Linked DNA regions of Rattus norvegicus: region 1 is linked to region 2. Evidence: chromatin contacts called from public Hi-C data. All regions are on one chromosome and are shown on one strand. Each heading gives the region's core, a stretch centred on a gene start, on an enhancer-like site or on the middle of the called end of the contact. The rest is flanking DNA. Distances are from core to core; before and after follow the strand shown. Region 1 has its middle 26 kb from the start of Ccr7. Region 2 overlaps Tns4 (tensin 4).

Evidence for each region. A called contact is a pair of places that touch in the nucleus more often than the background predicts.
Region 1: a Hi-C map of liver shows a contact between it and region 2, with 5 times the contacts expected there. The contact joins two enhancer-like sites. A contact is called at or near these places in 8 of 12 Hi-C or Micro-C datasets (the A7r5 cell line, the Rat2 cell line, Schwann cells and 4 more).

What each region holds. Positions count from the first base shown.
Region 1 is chr10:84,576,714-84,580,666 of GRCr8, reverse strand. No RefSeq gene overlaps it. Among named protein-coding and RNA genes, the nearest start is that of Ccr7, 26 kb to the left of the region's middle. Within about 2 kb of position 2,591, at least 7 of the 93 cell types and tissues checked have an H3K27ac peak or open chromatin away from gene starts, as enhancers often do. A contact at or near this core is called in liver, where this site is marked.
Region 2 is chr10:84,515,041-84,519,024 of GRCr8, reverse strand. It overlaps Tns4 (tensin 4), which reads left to right. Exons shown (of 13, transcript NM_001024881.1): 13 at 507-846. The coding sequence ends at 648. Among named protein-coding and RNA genes, the nearest start is that of Tns4, 21 kb to the left of the region's middle. Within about 2 kb of position 2,509, at least 9 of the 93 cell types and tissues checked have an H3K27ac peak or open chromatin away from gene starts, as enhancers often do. A contact at or near this core is called in liver, where this site is marked.

The DNA.
Region 1 (3,953 bases), core at 1,342-3,841, 62 kb before region 2:
AAGCCCAAGACAGATGTAGCTCAAGGGAATTGAGCTGTTCTGAAAGCAGCTGGCAGAACCTGAAAGTCATTAACAGCCATCAACACCCCTGGGGGTGACTATCATTGATTCATTTATTGCTATTAACGTTTGAGTGTGAATTAGCTCTTTCTGAATTGGCTGGCAGAGTGAGCTGGGCCATCCAGACGGTTGAGTTTTGGTAGAAGACACTAGTCCAAAGGAAAGGAAAAAGGCCCAGGCCAGCTAGCTTCCAGCCTTCTCCCTCTCCAGCTGGACAACCTGTGTGTCCCAGCCTCAGGGAAGCCCAAAGGCAAGGGCGACAGAAGAGCCTGTGCCCAGGGGCGGTCATACTTCAGTGAACACCATCTCCAGATTAAAATTCTGCACCCAGAAGTCAGGTCACCAACTCCTCCTCAGTCTCCTGGACTGGGGTGCACAGGGGTTCTATGAAGAGATGGGCTTCCTGTACCTGCCAACAGGTATCCCATCTCAGAGCTCTGACTGGAAGGAAAGAGAGAAGGGAAAGAGGAAGGGAAGGAGGGAGGGAAGGAGCGAGGGAGGGAAAGGGGGAGAGAGGGATGGATCTGGGAACAGGAGTGGGAAAGAGACTGATGTTTCAGAGGCTCCTGATTTATGGTGGTCACTATGCTAACTCTGCAACTCTTAGCAATCCTATACTCCCAATACTGATGACATCACTCCTAGTTCACAGCCAAGGAACCTGCAAGCTGTAAGAAACTGAGGCTGGAAGAAATTAATGCCACACACAACATCACCCAGCCCATGAGATGCAGGGCCAGATTTAGAACCAAGACGGGTCTGGTACCACTGCCACCTGCCAAGTCTGGAGACAGGAGGCCAAGAGTCTGTTTAGCCTCCTTCCAAGAACAGTAGAGGAGCCAGAGGGGCCCCCCGACACCCCCTTCTCATGTACTTTGGCAAGCGAACTTTGTCCTATGAGCTCTTGTCAACTCTTGTACCAGGAAAGCCAGCGAAAGAAAGGGAGATAGCAAATTAGCCAGGGAGCACCTGCTGGTGGCCTGGATGTCTGCCCTCATGCTGGGCCAGCCTGGGCTTGAGGCCCTCCTCCCAGCCTCCCTTGCTATCCTGTGCCAAGTCCATCTCTCCTAGAGACCCACAGTCTCTAGAGCCAGATTAAATCCTGCCAGGTCGATTGGGTGGCACTTGATGCTCAAAGAGGAAGGATAGCACAGACACTGGGGCCTTAAGTGGCCCTCCAGATATCAAAGGAGCAGGAAGGGACAGGGAGACCTGAGAAGGAACATCACTCCTCCCAGACAGTACAGGGCCAGGTTTGAAGGATCCAAGTCACCTCCCTAACACTGTCCCAGCTGAGCTATCTGCAGCACGGATCACTGATCCACCCTACTACCCCACCCTTGCCAGTCCCAATTTGAGGGAAACTAATATTTATTAAACACAACTGTGTGAAGACCAAGACAGTGACCTCATTTTACCACAAACAGACGGCACTGTTGGCCCATGTCACGCTGAGGAAACCAAGGCCCAGAGGTGCTTACTAATGCACCCAGGTCCCAGCCAACGAGGTGGGGTAAGCCCCAGCCTCCCTTTTTCTCTTTCCATGCTAGCCTGATGGTTCCCAGGACCACAAGCCTTCTTCTGGGTAAATCTGAACTGATTCTTTTTTTTTAATCGGTTATTTTATTTATTTACATTTCAAATGTTATCCCCCTTCCGGGTTTCCCCTCTGCAAACCCCCTGTCCCATCTGCTATTCCCCCTGCTTCTATGAGGGTGCTCCCCTACTCACCCACCCACTCCCACCTCACCACCTTAGCATTCCCCCCTACACTGGGACATCAAGCCTTCACAGGACCAAGGGTCTCCTCTCTCACTGATGCCAGATAAGGCCATCCTCTGTTACACAAAACTGTGTGCAGACCAAGACAGTGACCTCATTTTACCACAAACAGGTGGCACTGTTGGCCCATGTCACACTGGAGCCCTGGGTCCCTCCATGTCTACTCTTTGGAGCTCTAGGGGGTTGAATGGATTCTTGAGAGCAGAGCAGAACCTTCCTGTCCCCAAGTCTTTCTGGCCTCTAGATGTGGTCTGTGCAGCTGCAAGACAGTGGTTACCCCTAGATCGACTTCCGGAAATCTAGAAGTCTAAAGGATCTCACATCAGGGCAAAGGCAGCTGGGAGAAGTGTTCTAAATAACGAGGAGATCCTGGTGTAGCATATGGAAGCCGTGAGAAGTTAGACTGTCTGCTCACTGATGTACAAGGCTCCCGTTCTAACTCCTCCTTCATTTGACCCTACTACATCCCAGGGTCCCCTTGACTTCCTACCTAGCAGCTAAAACCTGCACCAATTCATGTCCCCCTAAGAAGTCCTAAGTCTCCCCTACTTTCCAATACCTTCTCCTAATTTCTTCTTACTACCCCAGCCAGTACAAACCTATGTCACAGGCCATTACAAATGTCACCGCCTCCAAGGTCAGTTTTCCTTCCTCACAGGCACAGCCTCGTTGGCACTTTACGGCCTGTGCAGTTCTCTGTCCTCTCTTCCCAGTCTCTGTGCCCTCAGCATGTTCTCCAGCCCAGACCTTGCCCTCTGGAGGCGACTTTTGTACCCAGAAGCCTGGGATGGCTGAAAGCACATCTCTGGCTTCCCCGGGGTTCAGTGTGTTCCTGAGAAGGATTCTGCCCCTCTCCAAGGCTGATTAGAGATGCCAGCTCTGTCACCAGGAATGGTGAAAAATCTGGGAACAGTAAGCAAGGCCAAGGAATGTCCCACCCACGGGCCCCTGGAGCCACTTCCTTCCTGGAAGGAGAACAAAGGAGAGATAAGGCTTCTCCCTACATGCCAGACTGAAGGGAGCTGGGCCCCAAGCAGGCCACCCTACTGGAAGGGGGTTGCTAGGTGCCCGCCTAGGGAACCCAGGAGTGAAAACTGGGCGCCAGGCAGGTCAAGGCCCCCTCCTGTCCCTTCTCCTTCTCCTCAGCTTGCCACCCCCACCCCCTTTTCTAAGTCTCCATCCTCCCCATTTCTTGTTCCTTACTCCCATAAGCACCGACTCTCCTGGACCGCACTGCCTGGAGACCAGGCCTGACTCCTGATTTCCATGCCTTTATCTTGACATTCCAGGCTTTCCTGGTGGGCCCCCAACTCACCTCTCTGCCCCTTTCCACCACAGACTCCCCAGGCATGTGCTTTCCTGCCTCCTTGCTGGTCATGGGAGTCCTGTGACCTGTGTCCTCCCTTCAGGCTTCTGGCTCACCCTGGGGGAAACCCTGACTCAGGTGACCCCCAACTCCTGTGCTCCACTCTGAGCAGCACTGCCTGATTCCAACAAAAAACATCTCCCCCATCCCTATTTTAGAACTGACCCCACCTCCCTCTCTCTCTCTCTCTCTCTACACACACACACACACACACACACACACACACACACACACACTGTGACCCTCCCAAGGCTGTTGACAGTTTGTATTGGAAGGAGGTATCAGCGTCCATGCTTTTCTCCTGAAGACTCCTTCCCTTCACAGTGTCTAGGCTTGACACTAGAATGGAGTGGCTAGCCAGGGACCACGTCTCCCAAGAGCCCGCAGCATTTAGATGGAGCCACATGACCAGCTCTCGCCCCAGGGATGTGAGCAGAGGTGTCCCTTCTGAGACAAAGCCTGAGAAACGGCAAAATCCTATTTCAAAATCTGCAAGAGAGACAGACAGAAAGACAGACAAAAGACACCGTCAATGCTCAGTGTCTCCGTGGTAGCCTTTTCAACCACACTGGGAAAAAAGAAAAGGACAAAAAGAAAAGTTAGGCTATTTGGCCGAAGTCACTCAGTAAACTATATATTCTGATTATAACCAAATGCAGAGTCACCTACAGGCCTTTGGCACATATCTGACATCTTCCCCTAGACTAATGTCTAGAGTACAGAAAGGGCAACTCAATGTTCTGGT
Region 2 (3,984 bases), core at 1,260-3,759:
AAAAAAAAAAAAAAAAAAAAAAAAAAGAGATTCCCCAGCCTTTGCCAGAGCCACATGTTCTACCTCAGAACTGTAAGGATGAAAGCCAAGGACATGTTGCCTTAATGGAGCTTCCAAGTCTTGTCCTCAGGAAGCCCCTTTCAAAATGAAGGAAACCCAGAGCCTGAAATTCGCCTTTCCCTGTGTGACCAGGGAGGCACCTTCTGCCTTTAGCTGTCTCATTATAAGGAGGTACCAAACATGCTGGGGAGGTGACTCTCTGAGTATAGTGGTTGCCACTCAAGCACAGGACACAAGGCTGGATCCCCAGAACCCACAGAACAAACGTGTGCATCACACACACACACACACACACACACACACACACACACAAGATGCAAGCCGCTGAAGCCAGTTGGCTTGGGGGAGAGGTAGTCAGGTCCAGGCTGAGTGTCTTCCCATCCAACCCTCCCCTCAGCATGATGTCTCTCTAGCCCACATCCCTTCAAACTGTCCTCTCTCACCAGGATCTTTGGGTTTGTGGCCAAAAGCCAGACAGAACCACAGGAGAACGCATGCCACCTCTTCGCCGAGTATGATGCAGCCCAGCCGGCTTCCCAGGTCATCAGCCTGGTGACTGCTCTGCTTAAGGACACAGAAAGGGTGTAGGAGAAGGGCATTGTCCATGTGCCTTCCTTGACATCTCAAAGGACTTGTCCGGGACATGGACCTGTGGCCACACGGACAGGCCTTGGACTGGAGAATCGATCAAGTTGAACCCTTTGAACCTGTGGTGACTTCAGCAATAACCTTCACCGGGCTCTGGAGCCTCGGTCTCTTCAATTATAAAGACAGCTGCTCCCTGGACACTCGGCTGGGCGTCTTCAATGTGTTCCTCAATGCCACTGAAGCCCACCCACATCCAAGAGTCCCTACGTAAAAACTGCCTGCAAGGACCCTCTGGCTTCATTGGCCTGAGCTCTCCCTACATACAGGGCAGGTTGTGCCAGAGACCTATGACCCCTGCCTTGTGGTAAACAGCAGGTGTTGGGTCAGAACCCATGAGTTTCCTGGCTGGCACCTGGTGGTGATGCATGCAGTTTGGGGATTTGGGGACAGATTCTATTTCCCCACACCTGTTCCTTGTTTGCTGAGGGCCTTTCAGATCCACTGGCCCAGGATTCTTTTTCTCTTCAAGAGAGTTAAAGGTTTGGGGCTGAGGATGTACGTAGCTCAGTTGGTAATCGCCTGACATGAACAGGGCTTGGTGTGGTCACCAGCCCCACAAACCATGCACAGTGGCAAACCGTTGTAATCCCAGCACAAGAAGGCAGGAAGATCAGAAGTCCAGGGTCATTCTGAGCTACATGACGAGTTTAAGGCAGTCTAAGCTACATGAAACCCAGCTGAGAGAAAGAAACAGACAGGCCTGTCTGGGTTTGATTGAGAGACCCTGCCTCAAGTTACAGTGGAAGGCCAATGGAGAATGATTCTTGAGATCAACTGTATTAGTGTGCAGACCAACACGCAGTGAATCTTACTCAGCTTACCCATACACATGCAAACATGCACACACACACACACACACACACACACACACACACACACACACACACACTGAGGGTGTTAAAGTTTTCATAAATCTCAGTCGATGGTCATCTTTACCTGAAGAGACCACGCTCCACCTCAGGCCTGGGGGCATCGCTCCACAAACAGCTGCTTTGGGAAGAGGGTATTAAATGAGCAGGCGCCTACAAGGTTCAGTCTGTGATGAAGAGGGGACCAGTTTGAGGGCCTCAGCCGGCGCAGACCAGGCTGCCACAGCGCATGCGCCCTACAATGCAGCCCACTTCAGCTTGCTTTGGGGGAGGGGCATCAAATGCAGCCTGGCCGAAAGTTGTTGAGTTTGGGTACAGAACAGGAGTGAGTTTTCAAACCCCCTGCGTCTTCCGCTTTGTAACAAAGGTTCTGTCGGTGTGGCCTTCTCTAACGCAGTATTCACCGTGTGCTCCCATCTCGAGATCTAGCTATTGCGGTCCGTTCAACTCCTAGCTGTCTGGTGGAACGTTCTGGATTCCTTGGATTTTTAGGTGTAATTTGCCAAGGTCTCAGAATCTTTTCCCCAAGAGCACGATAGGAAGGTCCCTGGACTTTTGTCTAGCTTTATCAATTATTCTGTGATGTTGAGTCAGGATTCTGAAGGCTGGCTTTGGCTGTGGCCTGCTGGGCAAGCTCAGTAGAAGACCCTTGTCCCCTGTGATCAGAAAAGACTTGGCAACGTTCACATTCACGCATGTCTAATCCCTCCTCGCCCACCCATTGCAAATGAAGGCAATCTTTGCTTTCAGTTTCTTGGTAAGCAACAGCTGCCTGGCATTGCTCAAGGAACCCACATCTGGTGGATAGGGGAAGAGACCCTGTTGCTACAGTAGAAGTGTATCTCTGCCCAGCTCCAGTCTTACTGGGTCCTCCAGCCCACACCCTACGGCATCACCAACCTTACAACCACTAGGGGGCAGCAGAGAGTCAAGAATGCCAAGAGGCAGCTTTCCCAGCTGGTTAAAGACGCTGGGCCCTTTTCCTCCCACACCCTGCCAGCCCTGCATAAACCATTTGTTGCTCTCGATCCGGCCCGCCTGCCTCCTTCATGGCATGCAAGGGGGAGCTCACAGAAGCAGCCCACTGTAGCTCAGTGTGAAGCAAGTGTTTATCCCGGCCCGCTCGCCATCAGCCTACAGCATCATTGTCATTGGCCGAGGTCGGACCTGAGGGATTGTGATTTCAAGGCAGGAAAAGCAAATCAGACTCAGAGTAGGGGGTGCTAGGCCAGTGGTACAGGCCAGGACCAGCCCTCCCAGCATGAGATCAGGCTCCGTTCCACCCCTGGGGTCTGCAGGATGTTAGCAAAGTTTTCCCAATTAGTAGTGCCCAATTCTAGGCTGAGTGGGAGAGTCCTCCACACCTCCCCGTGTGCCTCGTGAAAATAAAGTTGCTCAGCACCATAGCTGGTTCTGGAACATTCAGAGCTATCTCCTGAGTCCTGAGCAGAGAAGGGGACCGACCCCAACAGAGCAGAAATTAACACCTGAACACACCATGTGCATTTTGCATTGCCCACAGAGGCCAGAAGAGGGCGCTAGAGCTCCCCCAGAGTCACAGACAGTTGTGAGCCACTGTGTAGTGCTGGGAATTGAACCCATGTCATCGGGGTTGGGGATTTAGCTCAGTGGTAGAGCGCTTGCCTAGGAAGCACAAGGCCCTGGGTTCGGTCCCCAGCTCCGGGAAAAAAAAAAAAAAAAAAAAAAAAAGAACCCATGTCATCTTGAAGAGCAGCCAGTGCTGTTAACTTCTGAGCCCCCATGGATTTGTGTGTGTGTGTGTGTGTGTGTGTGTGTGTGTGTGTGTGTGTGTGTGTGTGTGTGTGTGTGTTTCTTTGTTGTTGTTAATGTTTGTGAGTGCAAACATATATGGGTGCCTGCATGTTACAGTGTATGTGTGGAGCTCAGAGGGAAATCATCCCACTTTCTACCCTGTTTGAGGCAGGGTCTGTCTGTTCTTCACTGTGTGTACACCAGGCTAGGTGTCCATGAGTTTCCAGAGATTCTCCTGCCTTTGTTTCCCATCTCCCTATTGGCATGTTGGGATTACAGATGTGTACTGCATCTGGCTTTATGTGGGTCTGGGGAATCCAAGTTCTTATGTTCAATTCTGCGCAATGAGGGCTCTACCCACTGGGCCATCTCCCTGTTGTTTCATTTTGCTTTCGTTTTGGAGACAGAGTCCCAGTCTACTGCCCAGGATGGTCTGAAACTCACGGCAATCTCCCTGCCTCAGCCTTCTGCATGCTAGGATTAAAGGCATGAGCCACCATGCCCAGCTATGAGGTATCACCTTTTACTGGAAGGACTTCTCAGAGTTCACTACAATGTGGAGTGACTCTTACACTTGAGCCCATTCTTCAGATTTTGAAACTGAGGCTTGGGGGTCCTGTTATAGTAAGCTGCC